2 separate regions of the Xenopus laevis genome follow, and region 1 is linked to region 2. Evidence: chromatin contacts called from public Hi-C data. All regions are on one chromosome and are shown on one strand. The core of a region is the stretch at or near the end of the contact, and the rest is flanking DNA. Distances in the headings are between cores, read along the strand shown.

What was found. A called contact is a pair of places that touch in the nucleus more often than the background predicts.
Region 1: a Hi-C map of the XL177 cell line shows a contact between it and region 2, with 3 times the contacts expected there. The contact joins the promoter of snx18.L here to the enhancer-like site in region 2. A contact is called at or near these places in 2 of 4 Hi-C or Micro-C datasets (the XL177 cell line and the XTC cell line).

Annotation. Positions count from the first base shown.
Region 1 is chr1L:209,244,621-209,251,087 of Xenopus_laevis_v10.1, forward strand. It overlaps snx18.L (sorting nexin 18 L homeolog), which reads right to left and starts at 3,540. Exons shown (of 3, transcript NM_001093350.1): 1 at 1,949-3,540. The coding sequence starts at 3,470.
Region 2 is chr1L:209,146,841-209,153,295 of Xenopus_laevis_v10.1, forward strand. No RefSeq gene overlaps it. Among protein-coding and RNA genes, the nearest start is that of cspg4b.L, 43 kb to the left of the region's middle. Within about 2 kb of position 4,106, at least 1 of the 7 cell types and tissues checked has an H3K27ac peak or open chromatin away from gene starts, as enhancers often do.

The DNA.
Region 1 (6,467 bases), core at 2,290-4,789, 97 kb after region 2:
CATTTCGTACAGATATGCAACTTTAGCAGAACGACCGATCGACTGGACACGGAAGTCACTGTGCAAACAGAGACAGTTCTGTAGCAATTCTTAAAAAGCGGTCATTGCCAATCATTTGTGAGTCAAGCAAGTTCAGTCACAGAATTGTGTAAGTGACAGGGTACCAGAGACAGTGATGTGCCCTGACCTCAGCCAATGAGATATATGAAGTTGTTAGCCAATGAGATATATGAAGTTGTAAGCCAATGAGATATATGAAGTTGTTAGCCAATGAGATATATGAAGTTGTTAGCCAATGAGATATATGAAGTTGTTAGCCAATGAGATATATGAAGTTGTTAGCCAATGAGATATATGAAGTTGTTAGCCAATGAGATATATGAAGTTGTTAGCCAATGAGAGATATGAAGTTGTTAGCCAATGAGAGATATGAAGTTGTTAGCCAATGAGATATATGAAGTTGTTAGCCAATGAGATATATGAAGTTGTTAGCCAATGAGATATATGAAGTTGTTAGCCAATGAAAGATATGAAGTTGTTAGCCAATGAGAGATATGAAGTTGTTATCCAATGAGAGATATGAAGTTGTTAGCCAATGAGATATGAAGTTGTTACATTTTTTTTTAAATTAGGTAATTCAAAGAATTTATACAGCCATTGAGCAGACTCGGCATCATGAAAAGGACTTTCATGGCACCATATCTGGCACAAGGGCCTCCAGGTGGAATGGCCTAGACTAGAGTATTGAGCCTGGGCAGGAAATCATTTTTGTTGTTTGTTTTTTTTCAGGGACCTGTGGGCCTACGACACCAGAAATCTACTGCTACCTGAACTGCAGGTCACCAAGCAGGCCTGCTAAAGAGTCTAAAGAGTCACAGGTATATTAAATGGGCAAACATCTCTCTAGCAGACTGCAGCCCCAGGTGATTGGCTAGAGCAGTGATCCCCAACCAATAGCTCATGAGCACCTTGTCACTCACCAACAGCTTTGATGTTGCTCCCAGTGGCCTCAAAACAGCTGCTTTTTTTTGAATTGCAGGCTTGGAGGCAAGTTTTGGTTGTATAAAAACCAGGTGTACTGCCAAACAGAGTCTCCTGTAGTCTACACAGGGGCTCCCAATATCACAGTCCTTATCTGACATCCCCATGGACTTTCTCTTGCTTGTGTTGCTCTGCAACTCTTTTTACATTTAAATGTGGGAGTAAAAAAGGTTGGGGACCCCTGGGCTAGTGTCTGCGTGTCATTCATGGGGTGACATTTGCAGACTGAGGGGTGACATTTGCAGACTGAGGGGTGACAGAGGCAGACTGGGGGGTGACAGAGGCAGACTGGGGGGTGACAGAGGCAGACTGGGGGGTGACAGAGGCAGACTGGGGGGTGACAGAGGCAGACTGGGGGTGACAGAGGCAGACTGGGGGGTGACAGAGGCAGACTGGGGGTGACAGAGGCAGACTGGGGGGTGACAGAGGCAGACTGGGGGGTGACAGAGGCAGACTGAGGGGTGACAGAGGCAGACTGAGGGGTGACAGAGGCAGACTGGGGGGTGACAGAGGCAGACTGGGGGGTGACAGAGGCAGACTGGGGGGTGACAGAGGCAGACTGGGGGGTGACAGAGGCAGACTGGGGGGTGACAGAGGCAGACTGGGGGTGACAGAGGCAGACTGGGGGGTGACAGTGGCAGACTGAGGGGTGACAGAGGCAGACTGGGGGTGACAGAGGCAGACTGGGGGGTGACAGAGGCAGACTGAGGGGTGACAGTGGCAGACTGAGGGGTGACAGACTGGGGGGTGACAGTGGCAGACTGAGGGGTGACAGACTGAGGGGTGACAGTGGCAGACTGAGGGGTGACAGACCGGGGGGTGACAGTGGCAGACTGGGGGGTGACAGTTGCAGATTGTGGGTGACATGCCCCGCCCTTAACCCCAGTTAGAGGAGCTGATCTCTTACCTCTCTGCATGTGGATGATGTCGGGGAAGTTGGCGAGGTGTCCCTGATATACAGACAACAAGTCCATGATGGGGTCCAAGTCCTGCCGGGGCTGCTCGGCGAACATCTCCCCAATAGCCTCATAGGCTTCCCCGGTAAAAGCCATTGCCCGGTTGAATCCGGCGGAGAAAGCCATCTGATCGATCTCAAAGGCCTGTCCCAGTCCCTTCACAGCCAGTCCCACCTTCTGATACTCCTTCTTGAAGCCGGACGCCTGTTTGCGCGCGAACTCGCCCGCGGTCTGACTGAGCAGCAGGACCCCCTCATCCATGCGCTTAGTGAACGCTTTGAATCCGTCCAGCCGGCCGTCCACATCGTGCGGGTCGAGGACAGGGGAGCCCGGGGAGAGGCTGAGGGTGAGGAAGAAGTTGGCCCCCACCATGTCGTCCCGCTCGCACTTTCTCTTCCCCTGTTTCCAGGCCTTGTCGTCGGTGCAGGTGAGGAAGTGCTGGAAGGCGTCGCATCGCGCCAGCACCGGGTGACTGCACATGTGATCCATCCACCACACCAGCCCCTTCCTGCGCTTGGAGATAAAATCCTCCTCGAACCTCCCCGTGGCCTGTTTCTCCGGGATGCGCGGCACCGAGATAACGGGGAACTTGTAGAGGAGGCGCGCGTAGAGCCAGTCGAAGTGTTTGTAGCGGCGGTGAACCTGCAGGCCCGTGTGACTGGGGAGGAGTCGGTACGAGATGTAACTCTTCATCCCCTTGAACTTGGTCTGCTTGGTGGGCTCGTCTATGTTACAGCGGAACGGGTAGGGATTCTCCTGCCACTCCGGCCCGTCGGGCCCCTGCACCAGACACAGTTTGTCCCCGTCACGCACGAACCCCGCCGCCTCCCCCAGCACGAAAGCCTCCCCGCCGCTCTTCACGAAGGCCGAGAAGCGGTTGAGGTTGCGGCCGACCGTAGCGGAGCCTTTGCCCGCGGCTTGTGAGGAGGCGATGGAGGCGGAGGTGGAGTAAGGGCCGGGCGGCAGGTCGGAGCGGGTGGATAAGCGGAATCTGCTGCTGCCGGAGTTCTCGTAGTCATGGTAACCGGCGGAATAACTGCCAGCGGGCTGACCCGCCGGTTCATCGGCCGCAGTGGAGCTACTGTCGTCCCATTCGTCGTCCCAGTCATCGTCGCTGGGTTGGCTGGTCTGGTAACCGAGGGAGGGCGCCCGGGGCTGGAAGGCGAGGCCCAAGTGCGGGGCAGCGACGCTCTGGAAGGGCTGGGCCGGTTCGTAGCCTCCCGTGGGCAAATTGGCGTAACGAGAATCTCCCAGCGCCGGAGGGGGAGGCGGCGGCGGGCCGGAGGGTTCCCCACAGAGAACTTCCACGTAAGAGGCAGGAAAGAGTCCGCGCTCCCCCCGGCTGTTCACCCCTTCCAGCCAGCCGTCTATGTCCTGCTCGCTGCACAGACTCAGCACCTCGGACTCCCGCAGCGACACCTCCCCCGGGTTCTCCGCTCGAAAGTCATAGAGGGCTCGGGCCGGCAGCGCCATGATCAGCTCCGAGCCGGGACGGGGAATCTGGAGCGGGAGGTGAGGCACCCGGGCCGGCCGTAAAGATGGGGTCTCGGAGCAGGACCCGTTATGTCTGCGACCATCTAATATGAGCAAAGGAAACAAGTCATCCAAATGCTGCCAGAACTCATGGCTCCTCCCCGGGCCGCCCCTGCACTCCGGCTCCTTGTGGCTTCTACACCCCTCTCCCGTCAATGGAACGGCCTCTGCCCTCCGAGTCCCTCCCCCTACCGTACTGCCCCTCCCCCTACTGTACTGCCCTAATGAGTGAAGTACTGGCCCCTGTCCTGCCTTATAGAGACTCGTCCCGCCCATTTTTATGTTCATTTTCAATTTTCTGCCCCACAAGTTCCTCCTCCTCCTCGATATTAACTCAGTAATACTGTATTGTCTGACTCGTACCTCCCCTAGTAGTGTCCTGCCCCAGCTCTAACTGCTGTTTGTCCCTTCCCCATTGTATCATACTCCCCCGCCCCTCCCACTCTTACTGCCCCTATCTCCGCCCTCTGGCCCACGTGCCCCACCTACAAGTAATGTCCCCTCTCCTTACTCTAAAGTGCTGTACCTGTGTCCCCTCTCCTTACTCTAAAGTGCTGTACCTGTGTCCCCTCTCCTTACTCTAAAGTGCTGTACCTGTGCCCCCTCTCCTTACTCTGCTCCCCAGATGCACTTCTGTCCCTCCCATTGTCCAGTCACAATCTACATCCCACCTGTTTTGTACTACCCCAAAATACCTCCCTGCATCTATCTGATGTATTGCCCCAGTATAAATCACTGCCCCAATTTGTGCCTCTCTTTGTTTTCCTATCCACTGTAATCTAGTCCCCCCTTACTACACTGTAGCCTCAGCACACCCCCCTATTCCAAATTTCTCTTTCTACTGTACAGCCTTGATACTGCTCCCCATATCCTCATCCTACAGAACTGCCCCTTGTGCTGTGTGTACCTCAGTTCTTCCCAATATTCTCCCCTGATCTTCTTTCTCTTAATACTGACTGGCACAGTTTATACCCATGTTCTTCTTCCCACTCCTCCTGTACTGTTAAAGTTAATTTAAAGGTGAACAACCCCATTAAATACAAGCAAAGTGCAATCAGGGCTGCCTGCAAATGTGCATTTATTAGAACTGTCCCTGATATTTCTAATGATCCCTGTTCTTTCTTATAATGTTAATGTTGTCCCCATGTATTGTCTGACCCCTTTTCCTCATGCTGCATTGCTCTATTGAATATGCAGACCTCTCCCTCGGCATTACACTGTTTGCAAGTGGGGCATTACTTACATCTGAAACTACAGAAAGAGTCAGACATAGGTTAAATGGACAAATAATCAGGCACCTGCCTATCCAACATTGTGTTCTAAACACATGACTCTGGTTCTCCCTTTTCTGCTATAACAGCCCCATCTCTTCCGAGAAGGCTTTCAACTAGGTGTTGGAGCGTTGTTGGTGAGATTTGCTTCCATTCAGCCACTTCGTTTGTGAGGTTTGAAGCACCTATGTTTACATGGCATTCCAGCTCTGTGCAATGGTTGTGATGTACAGTAAATAGCCAAGAAACTCAACCCAAAAATTAAAAAAGCCCCTACCTAGTAATCAAGATAGTCCCCCCTCCCTGCTTCCCCTCGCAGAATTCAATAGGTCTGAAAATGTCTGTAAAATTTTCCCACCTAACAGTGCAGTGCAGTGGAGCTTGTGGGCGCCATCTTCGAATTTTTTCGAGTCCTCTTCAGATTTCCTCAGGTCATCTTCAGCTATTCGGGTCCTCTTCCTTTGGAGAGAATCTTTACATTCTCTATGCAACTCAAATCCAAAAATAAGTCAAGACTAGAGCTGGCCATGTATCATAAGGTCGTCTTGTTTGGTGAGGTCAGCCAGGTTCGGCCCAGGCCTGCTGCCCCATATGGACATCCGGCACCGCTGCCAGGGACGCTTCACCAATGAGGAGAGCTGAGGCTCTCGCCTCAGGTGGCAGCGCCCCCACTGGCGTGTCTTTTACGTATGCGTGTCGTTTTCGCACATACGGGCGTCGTGAGTTTTGCAGTTGAGAGGGGCCCCCCGGGAACTGCAAGGAGGGCCCCTGTTTTGCAGACCCGGTGGGCCCCTATGGCTACAGTCTGACCCTGAGGTCAGCAAATTAACCAATCGTTAACCAATATGGTGCTTTAAAGGGCACCTGTCGGGTACAAAATGTTATTCGCAACCAAAGGTGCGGGCTAATAGAGCCCGCATTCCCGTTGGGGTTAACAGTAGTTTTTTTTTTTGTTTTTTTTTTTTAAAAATGCCCCCCCACCAGCTCTAGGCTACCTGTATCAGGAAGGAGCTCGTGGCATGACCAGCCATGTCCAATCACTCGCATGCGCATAACGGGTATGTGATGTCACGCGCATGCGCATAATGAGCAATTTGGGGCAGCTTTTCATTATGCGCATGCGAGTGACAGGAAATGGCTGCTCGCACCGGGACGGTACGGGTAGTCTAGCGCTGACAGGGGCTTTTTTTTTATTTAAAAACTTCTGTTATCCCGCACTCGGAATGCGGGCTCTATTAGCCCAAACCTTTGGTTGCGTATTACATTTTTACCCAACAGGTGCTCTTTAAGATGGGTAATATCGGCTGATTCCAATCATTCTGCCTCGGGCCAACAATCAGATAATAATTGCAGCTATGGTGGCAGGGAGGCAGCCCTTCTTTTTTAAAACGGAAATTTTCTATTTAGGATTACCCGATGGCACATACTACTACATAGTAAATTATTATGAAAGCTTTATTTACATGAAGCAGGGTTTTACACATGAGCTGTTTTATGCAATATCTTTTTATAGAGACCTATATTACTTTTCAGTCTTGGGGGGCGGGGGGTTCCAGACCATTAAAAATTACACATAGAGAATAGTATTTGACAAAAGAGGCAGCAGCAGCAGCTCTATTTTTCATCTTGCTGAGGTCTGGACTTAGCATCTAATAGTTGTATTGAT
Region 2 (6,455 bases), core at 2,856-5,355:
AATAATGCCAAAAGTTATACAATTATCAGATAACATAAGGAATACAAAAAAAAAAGACAAAGAAAGGAGAGAAAAAAAAATAGCCTATGCTATGTATAAAAGAATGACCAACCTCTTTCTAAAATCTATAGTGACCACAGATTAGATCATTATTTCCCAACCAGTGGCGCGTGAGCAACATGTTGCTCTCTGACCCCTTGGAAGTTTCTCCCAGTGTCCTTGATGCAGGTGCTTCTTTTTTAATTCCAAGCTTGAAGGCAAGTTTTAGTTACATAAAAATCATGTGTGCTGCCAAACAGAGCCTCCCGCAGGCTGAAAGTCCACATAGAGACTACCAATAGCCAATCACAGGCCATATTTGGTACCCCCCCCCCCCCCGGGAAATTTTAGCATGATTATGTTGCTCTCCAACTTTTTTTAACATTTGAATGTGGCTCACGGGTAACAAAAAGGGTTCGGGACACCCGGATTAGATGGTAGTGTGTCTCCATACCTATATTTAATCCAAGGTTGCCAATTCTTTTAAACTGAGTATGTGTGTCTTGGGTTATACTAAGCTTTTCATTGACGGATATCCAATATAAATTCACTTTTACGTTAGGGATATTGAGAGTCTTCTGCTTCCAGGATTTGGCCAGGGGTTGTCTTGCTGCTAATAAGATGAAATCGTATCTGAGCCCTGGTTGGCATATCTGGTATTACTCCCAGTAGTGATTCATATGGTTTTTTTCCTCAAATTCACATGCAATACTGAAAATAGTAAGTTATATACTCCAGAATCGAATTGCCTGGGGGCAAGTTCACCATATGTGTCTTGTTGAAAAGCACTTTATACCCAGCTTCGAGCAGTATCGTATTAATATTATTTAACCTGTTTAATGTCTTTTATGTCACTGGACTTGAAAGTGATACTGAACTGATAATTCTTCTTTTGAAATAATTGTTACTTGAAGTTCCTAAACCTGATTGTCCCTTCTCAACCTGTCAGTTAGAGTTTCTAATGCCAACGGACTCCTGCTGCACAAATATGGAAGCCCCCTCATAGAGGAACATGGGGGGTAAGAAAGGTAATGTAAAAGCATCTGGCAAATACTTATAAAATGAAATTATAAATAGTATGCAAAGACAATGTTATGATAGAAAAAAAGGGTTCTTTTCTGGTGGCCATAGACATAACAATTAGGATCTTTACTGGAGAGATCATTTGTTTCAATACACATGTGTAGAGCTGAATCTTCAGATACCTATACAGCAACAATAGAATTCTACCTGTATCTGATTCAGCACTAACTATTGGTGATGTGCGAGACCCGCGGGTTTACCTCGCATGCTCTTTTCCGGATCAAAGGCGGGTTGAGTGAACTTCCAAATGCCGGCTTCCAACTTCCGGGTTGAGTTTTTATAGACGTACGCCTCTCGCCCTAACCCTTTTGTTACGTCATCAGCGGGGCAGCGAGTGAGTCCATAAAGGAGATCCGGTAGTTGGGCGCGGGTGGTGGGAGGGTGGGTTGCGGGCGGATGTTGGTCAGGAAAAGCCCGACCCGCATATCACTACTAACTATGGCTGATGTTCAGGTGCCTCCAAAGGCACCCCATCAAAATTTTCTGGCCAGCCCGATCGACGAGCCAACCGATTTTCAAGTCTTCTGCCAATATCAGTCGACTTGTCTCCCACCATACACGCACTGAATATTGTACAAACATTTTGTAGTGTGATATTGTGCGTCTATGGCCACCTTTAGCATAGCAAAACCTGTAACCTTTTTCACTGTGATCGGGGAACAGCTTAAATATTTGACCACAAGCTCAATAGAATACACACCTGATCAAGAGAGACAAAGGGAGTGGATTTTCACACTTATGACAATGCAGGTATGGAGTCTGCTATCTGGAAACCTGTTATACAGAAAGCTCCGAATTTCAGAAAGGTCATCTCCCATATACTCAAATAATTCCAAATTTTAAAACATTTTTCCTCTGTAATAACAAAACATTATCTTGTGCTTGATCCAAACTAAGATCCTTATTGGAGGCAAACCAATCTTATTGTGTTTAATTACTGTTGAAATGATTTTCTTTTTACTTTAAAGTCAGGAAATCCAAATTACAGAAAGACCCTTTATCCAGAAAACCCCAAGCCCTGACCATTCTGGATAACAGGTTCCGTACCTGTGTATAGAAGCGGGTTCAATGTCATTTTGGGCCATAAAAGGGTTTCAGAATCCATCTGAAAATCTTTGGTTTAATGTGACTAGTTAAGGGGATTTTGTTCACTTCTGGATTCTGCTTCAATAAATTCTTACCCTGGCACATCTAATACTGAAATGGAATAGCAATACTGAAAAGGAAATATGTTGTGATAAGCAATGGGCATTCAATGCAAAGAGGTTTACACCCCTGTGAAGGCCATAAAAAGATTTTAGAGCAGGGAGTTACTATTATAATTGGGATAATGATAGAGGGAGGGCATTTACATTTAATTGCAGAGGGCACAGTCTTTCATTGTTAGGATTCTGGCACCAATAAGCATGCCATTAAAGCCTGGCTAGTGCGTATGCCTGGAAGGCTACAGCACAAGCATATTAAACACAAAATCAAGTTATTTATATTAATTACTGAAGGCAGTTGTTAGTTAGTGCTTGTTTTAGTGTGTTGTGTTTACGGAATATAATGTGACTGATGATGGACTTTGGTTTAGCAAAGCTGCAGAGTGAGTTGAAGAATGCTTATTGTTTCTGAGAAATAAACCACAATACAAACAAAACAACTGCATTATATGTGCAACCTGAGTGTACATTGTGTGACACCACATACAAGCATTGCATCTACAGACAGGGCAGTTGATTTTCACCAAATTATGTCAGGAGTACAGAGATACATTTGGGTAAAGATCACTCAGTAAATTAAAAATATTATTGCATCTTTCTTTATATTGAGAGCTCTTTCTGGCATTGATTATTTTATTACAAGGCAAACTTCCTTCATTTAAGCTCCGAACTACATACTAATTCCTCCTATGTTTATCTTAGAGTTGTATTTGTTGGTTGCTTTTTATATACAGTTCTAGAGATAGGTAGATTTGGAATTATTAATTCCAGCACCAGAAATCCCAGTATGATTTGGTGTTTTTATGTTACACACATTATACAGAATTCTGATATTTCAGACCTTGCAAATATATATATATATATATATATATATATATATATATATATAATTTTTTTTTTTTTTTTTTATTTATTTATTTATTTTTGATACATTTTTATTTTTATTTATTTGTGTGTGTGTATATATATATATATATATATCTATAGCCTGTTCGATGCATCATATCAATAATGGTTTTCTTTCTATAATGGTAAAACGTGTCCTTTCTGACCTACTAGGCTCTTCTTCACTAAATGGACAATATCCTGATTTCCCAAATCTAGATTTCATTGTACCAGCATGTTATTTCTGCTTTCCATTACTACGGGGTGTTTTTTTTTACGGAAAAACAGACATTGCACACCCAAGAATGCATGCAGTATGGACTTACACTTACAGCATATCATTTTAAAGGTAAGTAAAGCTAGATATAAAATGGTATTTTAATTCTAAGCAACTTTGCAATATACCGTACTGTACATTAAACATTTGCAGCAGTTTTATGAATATTCGTAAATGTTATTGCTGTAGTGAGCAATATCTGTCTTCCCCATGCCATTATCCCAAAAATGTGATTGTTGAGAAAATGCTGTAAACAAACAAATATACCATTGGGACATGCTGTGTGAGTTGGCCATATGATAGTGCACTTATATTGTGTATTATTATACTGGCGGGTTAACCCAGTGATTTGGAAGTGTTGGTGAGGTATTTCCTCTATCTCTGTCAGGCAATGGCCTCTTGTATCAGTGGTAGGTGTCATACATCACAATTGTTTATAAGCTGATGCAGCTCTCTTTACCTAAGAACATATATGAAGTATTACCTATATCATTTCCCGTTCTTTAGAATCCTGGACTGTGTGCATTTAATCTCAGGCCCCCAAAGGGGAAATTGGCTAGTACCCCTACTAATGGGGCTTTCTGACTTCAGCTAGCTTTCTTTATGGAACCCCTCAGCTCACAGAGATACATCCCCATCTTATAACCAGACCCTTATGTTTTTACTTGTGGCTGACTATATGTAACGGGACACTTCAAAATTCCTGAAATTCCAACTCAGAGTATGTACAGCCAGTTATTACTCTGCATGTCAAATACAGGTATGGGATCTGTTATCCAGAATGTTTGGGACTTTGTGTCTTCATTTCTCCAAGAACTCCAGTATTTCCTTCTTGATACTTCCATTCTCTTACTAAAAATCTGCATATAACAGATCTCATTACAGTCTGTGTTGGAAAATATGACAATGCAAGGCTGGCTATTCGCTAATTAGAAGCAAGTGTTACATTTGGGCAGCATAGCTCTGTGCCTAAGGCAGAGGTGGATTATATGACATGCCCAAACTCACAAAAGGATATGACAGAAATGTGTGTAGGAACCAGGCCTTCAGCCAGTGACTTGATCACTAAGGGGCAGATTTAACAAGGGTCAAAGTGAAAAATCAAATTTTCGATTTTTTTTTTTTATGGGTCAACTCTCAAATTCATTCAATTGTGAATTATCCAAACTTGATTTATCATACTCTGGCCCTTTAAGAACTCAATTTCAACTATTCATCATCATTTATTTATATAGCAAAGCACTGCATATCTTGACAGCGCTATATAAATAAATGATGATGATGATGATATAGCGCTGTCAAGATACGCAGTGCTATTCGCCACCTTAAACCTGCAGAATTGCTGTATAAGTCAATAGGAGAGGTCCAGGGATCAATTTGGTGATGTTTGCAGCCTTCCTGACATTAGAGGTTTTTTTAGGAGGAAAAAAACTCAAATTGAGTTTTTTTAATTAAATTAGGGGCACATTTACTTAGCTCGAGTGAAGGATTAGAATAAAAAATACTTCTAATTTCGAAGTATTTTTTTGGCTACTTTGACCATCGAATTGGCTACTTCGAATCGAACGATTCGAACTAAAAATCGTTCGACTATTCGAGCATTCGATAGTTGAAGTACTGTCTCTTTAAAAAAAACTTTGACCACCAACTTCGCCACCTAAAACCTACCGAGCACCAATGTTAGCCTATGGGGAAGGTCCCCATAGGCTTTCCTAGCTTTTTTTTGATCGAAGGAAAATCGTTCGATCGATGGATTAAAATCCTTCGAATAGTTTGATTCGAAGGATTTAATCGTTCGATTCAAAGGATTTTTTCTTCGTTTGAAGGAAATGCGGTAAATCCTAAGGATTTAACTTCGAGGGTTGAATATCGAGGGTTAATTTACCAATAGTAAATATGCCCCTTAGAGTTTTTCTAATTTAAAATCGAACTAGATTCTAGTTTTCAGGTCGATTCAATTTGTCCAAGCTAAGAAAATTCGATTTTATTGATACAATTCGACTGGTTGAATTTCGAGTTTATGGGAGTTAAAAAAAAAAAAAAAACTAGCATGAATTTGAAATTCGACCCTTGATAAACGTGCCTCTAAGTGACTGCCCTGTGTGTCATTTAAAGCGCACCTTTCATTGATATTAAGGATAACTGTCCACTGCCTATAAGTGAGCAATAATATGACAGTATATATTCTAGTACTGAGAATGAGATACAGATTCCAACCTGGTATTAATGGTAGAATGTACATTTTTCTGGCATTTCCTTCATAGGCTACCAGTGAATTACAAATAACAATACTGTACGGCAACACTAGGTGGCACATTTTAAACACTTATCTCAAGGGGGCCTAGTTCCCTTCCTTTGAATCTACAAATATGGTACGAAATAAAAGACTTGTGATTTGTGAGTCACAATGATAATATGCAACAACATATTAGCACACAGAGGGCTTGGCTTCCCTAATTATTATCGCAAGGCTTCCACCATCCTGTAGCCACTTCTATCTTGCACAAATCTCACGTGATAATTGTTTAATCCTGTGCCGTGATTCCATGGAAGTTCCTCTGGGAGTTGGAAATAGTTTTCAGATATCTTTAAGGTGGAATGCGGAGACAGTTAAGGGCAACTACAACCACAAAGAATGCACCAATTTTGCAACAGATCTTGATTATAAGCTGTATGGGGCAGGGACCTCCTTCCTGATGTGTCTCCATGGCAATTATTTCTGTATATTCACACTTATGTATTATATTGCTGTGTGTGTTATTTTATATTCTACAATTTTAAAGCACTGCTTATCATAGTTGTGCTATATAAATAGATATACATAGGTACATACAATATACTTGCTGTTATCTAAGACTACAAGCACATCACCCTAACACTGCTTCTGCACCTCTGTATCCCTTTAAGGTGGCCATAGACTGAAAGATCCGCTCGTTTGTCCGAATGATAGAATTACGATGCGCCAA